Regions from separate parts of the Mus musculus genome. Here region 1 is linked to region 2. Evidence: chromatin contacts called from public Hi-C data. All regions are on one chromosome and are shown on one strand. Each heading gives the region's core, a stretch centred on a gene start, on an enhancer-like site or on the middle of the called end of the contact. The rest is flanking DNA. Distances are from core to core; before and after follow the strand shown. Region 1 overlaps Myo3a (myosin IIIA). Region 2 has its middle 7.6 kb from the start of Gm39767.

Evidence for each region. Hi-C and Micro-C count contacts between places; a contact is called where the count stands out from the background.
Region 1: a contact with region 2 is called in a Hi-C map of the N1E-115 cell line, with 2.9 times the contacts expected there. The contact joins two enhancer-like sites. A contact is called at or near these places in 1 of 15 datasets of contacts at CTCF or cohesin (the NIH/3T3 cell line), 2 of 484 Hi-C or Micro-C datasets (the N1E-115 cell line and nephron progenitors), 2 of 115 datasets of contacts at active chromatin or transcription factors (embryonic basal ganglia and embryonic stem cells) and 1 of 9 other capture datasets (pancreatic islet).

What each region holds. Positions count from the first base shown.
Region 1 is chr2:22,255,267-22,259,408 of GRCm38.p6, reverse strand. All of the region lies in intron 3 of Myo3a (myosin IIIA), which reads right to left. Among named protein-coding and RNA genes, the nearest start is that of Myo3a, 30 kb to the right of the region's middle. Within about 2 kb of position 2,363, at least 3 of the 459 cell types and tissues checked have an H3K27ac peak or open chromatin away from gene starts, as enhancers often do. A contact at or near this core is called in the N1E-115 cell line, where this site is marked.
Region 2 is chr2:21,969,663-21,973,827 of GRCm38.p6, reverse strand. No RefSeq gene overlaps it. Among named protein-coding and RNA genes, the nearest start is that of Gm39767, 7.6 kb to the right of the region's middle. Within about 2 kb of position 2,782, at least 5 of the 459 cell types and tissues checked have an H3K27ac peak or open chromatin away from gene starts, as enhancers often do. A contact at or near this core is called in the N1E-115 cell line, where this site is marked.

The DNA of each region.
Region 1 (4,142 bases), core at 1,114-3,613, 290 kb before region 2:
AATTAAAGGTGATTGAGAAGAGACCAGCATCACTGAGGTGACATCTTCTGGGAAGTGTTTTCTGAGGGCACAGAGGATGTGTTCCAGAGATAGCCAAGGTTGTACCTTGTGCTGTGGCTGGACTTGGTAATGCGTAAGAGTTACCCAGGTGGTACTGGTTTTGAAGGCATGAAGGGGTCATGCAGAGCAGCTGAGGCTCAGCACTGTGAGAGGCCATGGAAGGCCATTGGTGAAGGTGCAGCCTCAGTTGCAATTGATGGCCCAGGGCTGAAGGGGTCATGGAAAGGAGATGAGGCTTGGCACCATGAAGAGGGCCTATGAGAGGCTATTGGTAAAGTCTAGTTCAAGACAGCAGTGTTTGGAGATGCCAGTACCATGAGATGACCATCAAGAACAGCAGCAGCAGTGGAGTACAGGGAGCTGGAGCCTAGAAGACAAGGTCTGTGCTACAAAGGGCAGGGCTGGAGAAGTGACCCAAGCCCTTGGAGGAGCCCAGTAGATCATGAGTTGGATCCCAGACATTGGACGGTTGGAGATTGATTTTGCTTTTGATTGTGCCTGTGCCCTGATATTTTTCCCTCTTGAAGGAAGTTTTTAGTGAAGCCCACAGTTGAGAGACTTTGAATTTAAAGTAATTTGAATTTTATAAGAAAAGGATTAAACTTTTAATATGTAAAGACTGTGGGACTTTTAAAGTTGTTTAAGATATTGGGGATGAATAAGTACTAAGGGTTGAGGCTTACTATTGATGTGTTTGTGTGTCACGTTGACAAGGGGTCAATTGTACTGACTAGTTTTGTGTCAACTTGACACAGCTGGAGTTATCACAGAGGAAGGAGCTTCATTTGAGGAAATGCCCCCATGAGATCCAACTGGAAGGCATTTTCTCAATTAGTGAGCAAGGGGGAAAGGCCCCTTGTGGGTGGGACCATCTCTGGGCTGGCAGTCTTGGGTTCTATAAGAGAGCAGGCTGAGCAAGCCAGGATAAGCAAGACAGTAAAGAACATCCCTCCATGGCCTCTGCATCAGCTCCTGCTTTCTGGCCTACTTGAGTTCCAGTCCTGACTTTCTTCAGTGATGAACAGCAGTATGGAAGTGTAAGCTGAATAAACCCTTTCCTCCCCAAGTGCTTCTTGGTCATGATGTTTGTGCAGGAATAGAAACCCTGATTAAGACAGGTGGCATCATCCTTTCTGTAGATTATGATCCTACACTAAATAAAGAGGCGAAAGAGGAAGCTGCTGACACCAGCTCATTTTTGCTTACTGACTGTGAGCACAACGTGAGCGGCCACCTCATTTCCAGCCACCATGCTTTCCCATCTTGTCTCCTCAAACTGTGAGCTTAAATAAACCATTCCCTCCTTATGTTACTTTAGTATTATGTTTTGTTACAAGAAAAGTAATAGGTTACTTTCTTATCCAAAGTATAAACACACAAACTGTCTGAAAATATGAATACAGAAATTTAAAGTGAATAAGCAATCTTTACCCTTCAAATTTACATCTTTGTTTGAATTTTATCTTTTAAATCCCATAAAAGAAAGTGTGAGTTACCTAAGAATTAAAACAGTAATGTTTTACACAAGATCTATAATTATTTATTACCTAATTTTTAGGACTTAGCATCTCTTACAAACAATAAAATGCAGTTTGGGGAGCCATATTAGTTAAAACTATATGCAAGAAGCATAGGAACTTGCTTTTTTCCAGATAAAAGTTTAAAAAGATCAAAATCATTATTTGATAAGAATAGAGTTATGAAAGTCAGATTGTTAAATTTTATCTAGAGATAATAGTATGCTTGAAAATATAGGAACTTTATTTCCTTCATTTTTAATTTCATTGATATTTTATACTATATTATAATATGGTATGAAAATATTCCATATTTAGAAAGTAGAGATTTGGATATAAAATTCAGTCAATCAGCCAACCAAACGACCAATCATAATGAAAACTGCGGAGAGGGCAACACTGAAATCATGCAGAATCTATCCACTTGCACCAGATGCAGTGAGCTCATCTAGGATGTCCTGGCAGTGGGCCTCATTCTCAATCTGGACACAGTGAAATGGTGAAGAGAGAGAAGAGGAAATGCCTGTCTTTGGCTTTAAGACTCACCCCACAAGATGGGGCCCATGCTTGGTGTTGTAATCAGGGCCCAGAGTCTGTGGCTAGACAGGCCCTAACTAAGCCTTAGGGGAGAACCTGCTATTATTCTCTTAGACAGACAAAGTACACTGACAACTAATGATTTAATGCTACCCACAGATTGATTTATCTCAGCCTTCATCAAAGCTTCCTTCTGAAGTAGATGCTGACTAATAGAGGCCAAACTGGTTAGTGTCAGAGGTCAAGAGGCTGCAGAGTGCACCCAGGACATCTCATAGAGACCACAACATTTTACACTGCCATGAGCAATGAATGGGCAAGGGTTCAAGTTTCCCCCAAACCTCATCGGTTCCCAGCATCATCTGCCTTTGTAAGTTCAGCCATATGAACATTATATCAAACAGTATTTCTTTATGTTTTTAGCTTAACTTTTCCCAAAGCCTAAAAGTGATAAACATTTTTTCTAAATGTTGCTGTGAAGCACTCACTTATATTTACGTTGGGTGGGTCCATTTTATTAGGTGAGATTTCTATTATTCTCACTAGCTGAGAGAGCTTTAGATTTAGCACGGGCATTGGATTTCAACAGTTTCATGGTTCCTGCTTCCCACCTCCATCCCCAGTTTTAATTTATTAAGTGCAACTATGGCCTGAGAATTTTTGTTTTAGCAAATTTATTTTAAGATTTAAATAAACTAGTGTTTTAGAACAAATCCCTCTCAGACAATGCCCGTGCCTACAGAATGTCAGGCTTGTTCTTTGTAATGTCTTTGTCTTTCTTTGTCCGTCTAAGGCTAGCTTCCAAAAAAAGAAGTCAATAAATCCAATTATTTTTAAAATATTTCAAAAGATTCTTGTTTCAAAAAAAAAAGTCAGCTTAAAGAATTCATGGATGCAGTTATCTAGTAAGCTAAGCATCAATAAAAACCAGAAAAACAGAGAATTACTTAGTAACAGGGACATAGCAGCATGCAGACCACATGCATTTCTTATGTACTCCCAAGTCTGTGCTATTCCTGTCCTTTGTCCCTATTCACAGGATGGACGCCCTAATTCTGGTGAGCGGGCTGATCATGCTCACTCTCTCCCAGCTTGTTCATTAAGTATAGTATACAAGGTCAGAAGAGAAAAGTTGAGAACAGAGTTTCTTTCCTTAGTCCAGAGTTCTGCTCAAGAAGCAAGAACATGTGATTTGGATCCCTGGTACCACTGGCAGCTCTGAAATAGTGGACCAGAGATTTTGCCGACAGGCTGCCATAACAACAGAGAGCTGCAAATTCCTCCTCAGTGTACCTGATATTATCTATGAGAGAGTGTGATTTTCTTAGTTCAAATCTAAGAAAAAAATTGAAAATAATGGAGATGCTGGTAATTGCAAGATGGTGAGCAGCTCTGTGAGAGCAGCAGGCTAACTATAGACCATGTAGTATAGGAGGCAGCAACAAAGAAACAGCTAAGAACTCTGTAGGGGTCCTCAAAGACTACTCACAGAAAGTGTGCCTGCATTTAGCTGATCAAACTGTGAAGCAATTCTCTGTCCCCAGGACATTGCTGAAATCTATAGAGAAATCAGCAGACAGTAGGTGGAGTTCAATAGCTTGGTGTCATACAGAAGCAGACTGGCTTAATAGAAAATCAAAGAAAGACCTAGCCAGGGCCTGGGAGATAGCTCAGTTGGTATGTGCTTGTTTTTCAAGTACAGGGACCTGACTCTGGTTCCCAGAACTAATGTATAGGTAGCAGAGGTAACGCATGTGAGTAATCCCAAAATTGGGGAGGTGGAGCCAGCATGATCTCAGGGGCTTTCTGACCTTAGCCTAGGTGGTGAGAGTCCCTGACTTATGAGAAACCATGTTTCAATGAAAATGGCAGACAGAGCCTAAGGAATAACACCTTATATCTCTGGCCCCACAGATCCACACACCTACATGCATGCACCCACTCATATATGTGTACACTCTCCAACACTAGAAGGTAGAAAGAAATCCCTGTTAGAAAGCACTGTCATTGTTAGATAACTGTGAAAAT
Region 2 (4,165 bases), core at 1,533-4,032:
TAATTCAGACACAATATTTATGTATCTGCCTCAGCTCAAATGGAAATTTTAATAACAATTTTATCATGAATCAAAGCATTTGCATTAACAGTTAACTAAAATCGAATTGCCAGAATAAAACAAGCCTGGGCTCTTGAAGTTTACTCATCCATTATGCTAGTCACTGGCTCTCTAGTTTACTTTTTGTTCTGTTGCAATCTCCAGGCTTTGAATGATGCAGTAGAGAGCTGTACATGAGGAAAAACAAGTACACTGGTATAAAAACAAGTATTGTTCATATATGACCTAAATAGAGATCATGTGTGCCCAAAATAAGAAAGCCAGAGACTTCTAATCATAGCAATCATCAGGATGAATCACAGCCATTGAAAATGATGACACATAGCTCGAAAAAAATGCAGATGACAGAGTACAAAGATATTTTCTTCCAAAGCTAAGCTTCTAAACATGCAGTCTATGTATTCATCTTTGCAGGAAAGTTAATGAAGATGCAATAAGACCCAGAGTGGTCATTACCCTACTTTAAGGGAATATACTAGTAAATTATGTTGTCTTTAAGCTACAGGAGTTTTTGGCAATAGCATCACCAAAATATGGACTAAAATAAGGTGAGTTGAGGCAGCTGGCTCAGGTGCTACAGAGATCGCCAAAGACTAGGGGTATTTAGATCCCCAGTGCCCACAAAAATGTCAGGTGAGCATGGTAGCCTGCTTATAATCACAGCAAATAGGAGACAGTGAATAGGTAAGCTGAAGAAAGAGACTCTCCCTCAGAAATATTATGCAGAGAGTGATCAATGACAACACTTGACATCGAGGTCAGGCCTCTATTCACAATACAGACATGTACAATCACACACACACACACGCACACACATACACACACACACACATGCACCCACACACATGAGAACACAAAAACAAACAGTCAAAAACAGGTAATTAAGTTCAAAGAAACAAAATACCTTGGTAAGCAGAATTTTTAAAATGAAAAAGAATGAAAACAAAAGGTGACTTGTGATAGGTGACAGCTCTTACTCCACCTAACAGAAGACTATGTTCAGGAGGTTGAATTATAGGAGCTGATATCAAACAAATGATAGCATACCAAAGGCAATATGGATGTGAAAGCCAGAGTTAGAGTGAATGAAAATGTTTGTCACTGGTTTAAGCAAAACACACAAACAAAGAGAATAATTATATTGGCTATGGCTTGACAACAGTAAATAAAATCCAGGGAACCATTATGGCCTGAGTCTTGAGTTGATCTTCTCTCTCTCTCTCTCTCTCTCTCTCTCTCTCTCTCTCTCTCTCTCTCTCTCTGTCTCTCTCTGTCTGTCTCCCTCTGTCTCTGTCTCTCTCTGTCTCTCTCTCTCTCTGTCTTTCTCTCTGTCTCTCTCTCTCTCTGTCTCTCTAATAATCAAAACAAAAATCATATCTGTTTCAGTCATGGAATGTGGAATCTAGTCATAAAAAGAACTTAAATAAGCCAGGGTAACAATGGCAATCAAGTGTAGAGAACAGGTATCTTGAAGGACTTGAACATTTTTATTTTTGTTTACATTTATTTGTCTTTTTCTGTAGTGCATGCACACACATATACACATTGGCCCTATTGAAGTACTTTTGAAGTGATACAAATGCATATATTCCTTAGTGCCTTGGTTTCTTTCCCCATTGTTGTGGTAAAATCCTTTGACAAAAACTTTAGGGAGAAAATTTATTTAGCTCACCGTTCAATGTACACAGCCCATTAAGGCAAAGAAGTCACAGCAGCAGGGGCTTGGAGAAGCTAGCTAGTCATCACAATCGTCACCTGGTCTTCTCTATTCTAAATACAGCCCAGAATGCCCTGCCCCGAAACTGCCCACAGTTAAAATGGGTCTTAATCTGATTAATTCCCAAGAAGCCCCTCTCCAGGGGATTCTAGATTCTGTCAAGTTGATGATGAACACTAGCCAGAACACTCAGGAATGCCAGTTAGGGCTGCTATACTGAGAAGCATCTCTTCATTTGTAGATCTAGAGAGAACAAAGCAAGGAGTTGAGAAACAGGTATGCACTATTTCCAGTGAGTAGGTTCACTGCACACGCAAGTGTGCCCTGCTCCTACACACTCACGTTCCTCTCAAAGCCACTGATGTTTCCCAGAAGGGGGGACCAGAGCCAGCCACACATACTGATCTGTATGGCACCTCTGTTTCTCCTCTTTCTCTGTTCTTAATGTTTGCTCTTCCCTTGGCTTTCCTTCCCTCTGGAATTCTTACTGCTATATTATATTCAAGGACAGCTTCTTTGAGCTAAACAGGACTCCCTGGGAACCTAATGGAACACACTGTATAATTTAGGCAAGACCTCAGCTGAACGATATGTTTGCACACTTATTTTATTTTATTTTTATATTTTATAATGTGACTGTACTTGATGTCCTGCTTGGGTAATTAAAAATAAAGTGATGAATTATTTTACATATTTAAAATGCATTATCTCTGAGCTTATGCTATAAGCCTCAAGTAAGTTTCTGTGACTCTGGAAGCTAACACACATATACATTACAAAAACAGTTGGGGTAAAATATGGTGCATGTCTTAGGTGGTTAAAATGAAAGACAGATGAGTCCTTAGATTATCCTCTGAATGCCTCTAGTCAAATTTGTCAGTTTGCTGGGAAAATTGTTGAGTCACCTACTTGAGCCAAAATGATCAACTGAATTTTTAGAACTTTCAAAGACCAAAGCCATGGAGAGATGTGGGTAAATAATTACTGAGTGAGTGTTCGTTGAGGCTCTGTCATTGTAAAATCCTGAAGCTGAAGCTGCTCCTCTGTCCTGTATGTAGCACAGATGAGGTTGCACAGTTAGGGTGTGGTTAGCATTAAGTAATGAAAAGTGTCTACTCAGTATGAGTGACATTATGAGAGAGAGAGACAGAGAGAGAGAGAGAGAGAGGGGATAAAGAGGAGAGATCAACTCAGAACTCAGGCATACTGTTCTAAAAAGCAAAACAAAAATCTCAGATTATACTGTCCTATCCACTTCATAAAATCCAGGTGCCACTAAGGCCGAGGATACCAAATATGTATCAGGTACAGAATCATAGAAGCAGAGAGACATTACCACCTGTCTCTGTCCATTAGCATCATCCACAGATAAGGAGGCAGATGGTACCCCATGAAGAGCTCCAAGATCATGTCATTTACAGCAGGACGGAAGAGAACTAGGATCTTCTCACTTCTAGACCATTTTCATTTGACTGCAACACACTGTTTCTCGGTATAAAATGTAGAATCCAATTCATTTTATTTATGTATCTAGTCTTAGATTGGCCTAATTGAGCATGGAAAATGAGCCTAGGTGAGAGAGATGGTAAACAGCACACACTGAAAAGACACCATCATTCTGAGTAATGTGGTTTTTTTTTTTTTCGCACTGAAAGATTATTTTCACTTCAAGCTTTGTAAAACACCTTTTGGAGTTAATTATATATATATATGTGTGTGTGTGTGTGTGTGTGTGTGTGTGTGTGTGTGTGTGTGTGTATGTGTGTATATATATATATATATATATATATTAAAACTTATAGGCTAGCGTTTTCCAGGATACATTCTGGCCATTAAACTCCAGATGTATTTTAAGAAATAGTACATAGAAAAAGGGTGGCATCTTCCAGCTGAATGTTGCAGACTTTTTATGATTATCTAATGTTTATTTCATATAATTTTCATAGCCTGGTATAAAAGATCAAAAACCTCAAAACACAAGAGACTGACAAGATGGCTCATTTGGTAAACAAACTTGAGGTTAGGCCTGACAAACTGAGTTTTATCCTGGGTTCCACATGGTAGAAGAAAAAAAAAAAAAAAAACAACTCATCCAAGTTATCTACTGATCTCCAAATGGTATATGTACTAAATAAATAAATAAATAAATAAATAAATAAATAAATAAATGTAACCCAAAAGTATACAACAGAAGCTAAGTCATACTCAAGTATTATAGTCAATCATGTCTTTAAAAACATAGCTAGAAAAACTCTAGAATTATGTATGAGATGTGAAGCTATATTTAGGCATAAATCACTATGGGAATAGCTAATATTCATTAGCCATGTTCACTGTATTAACACTCTGCATATATCCAATCCCTATGACAAAGTAGATACAGTCATT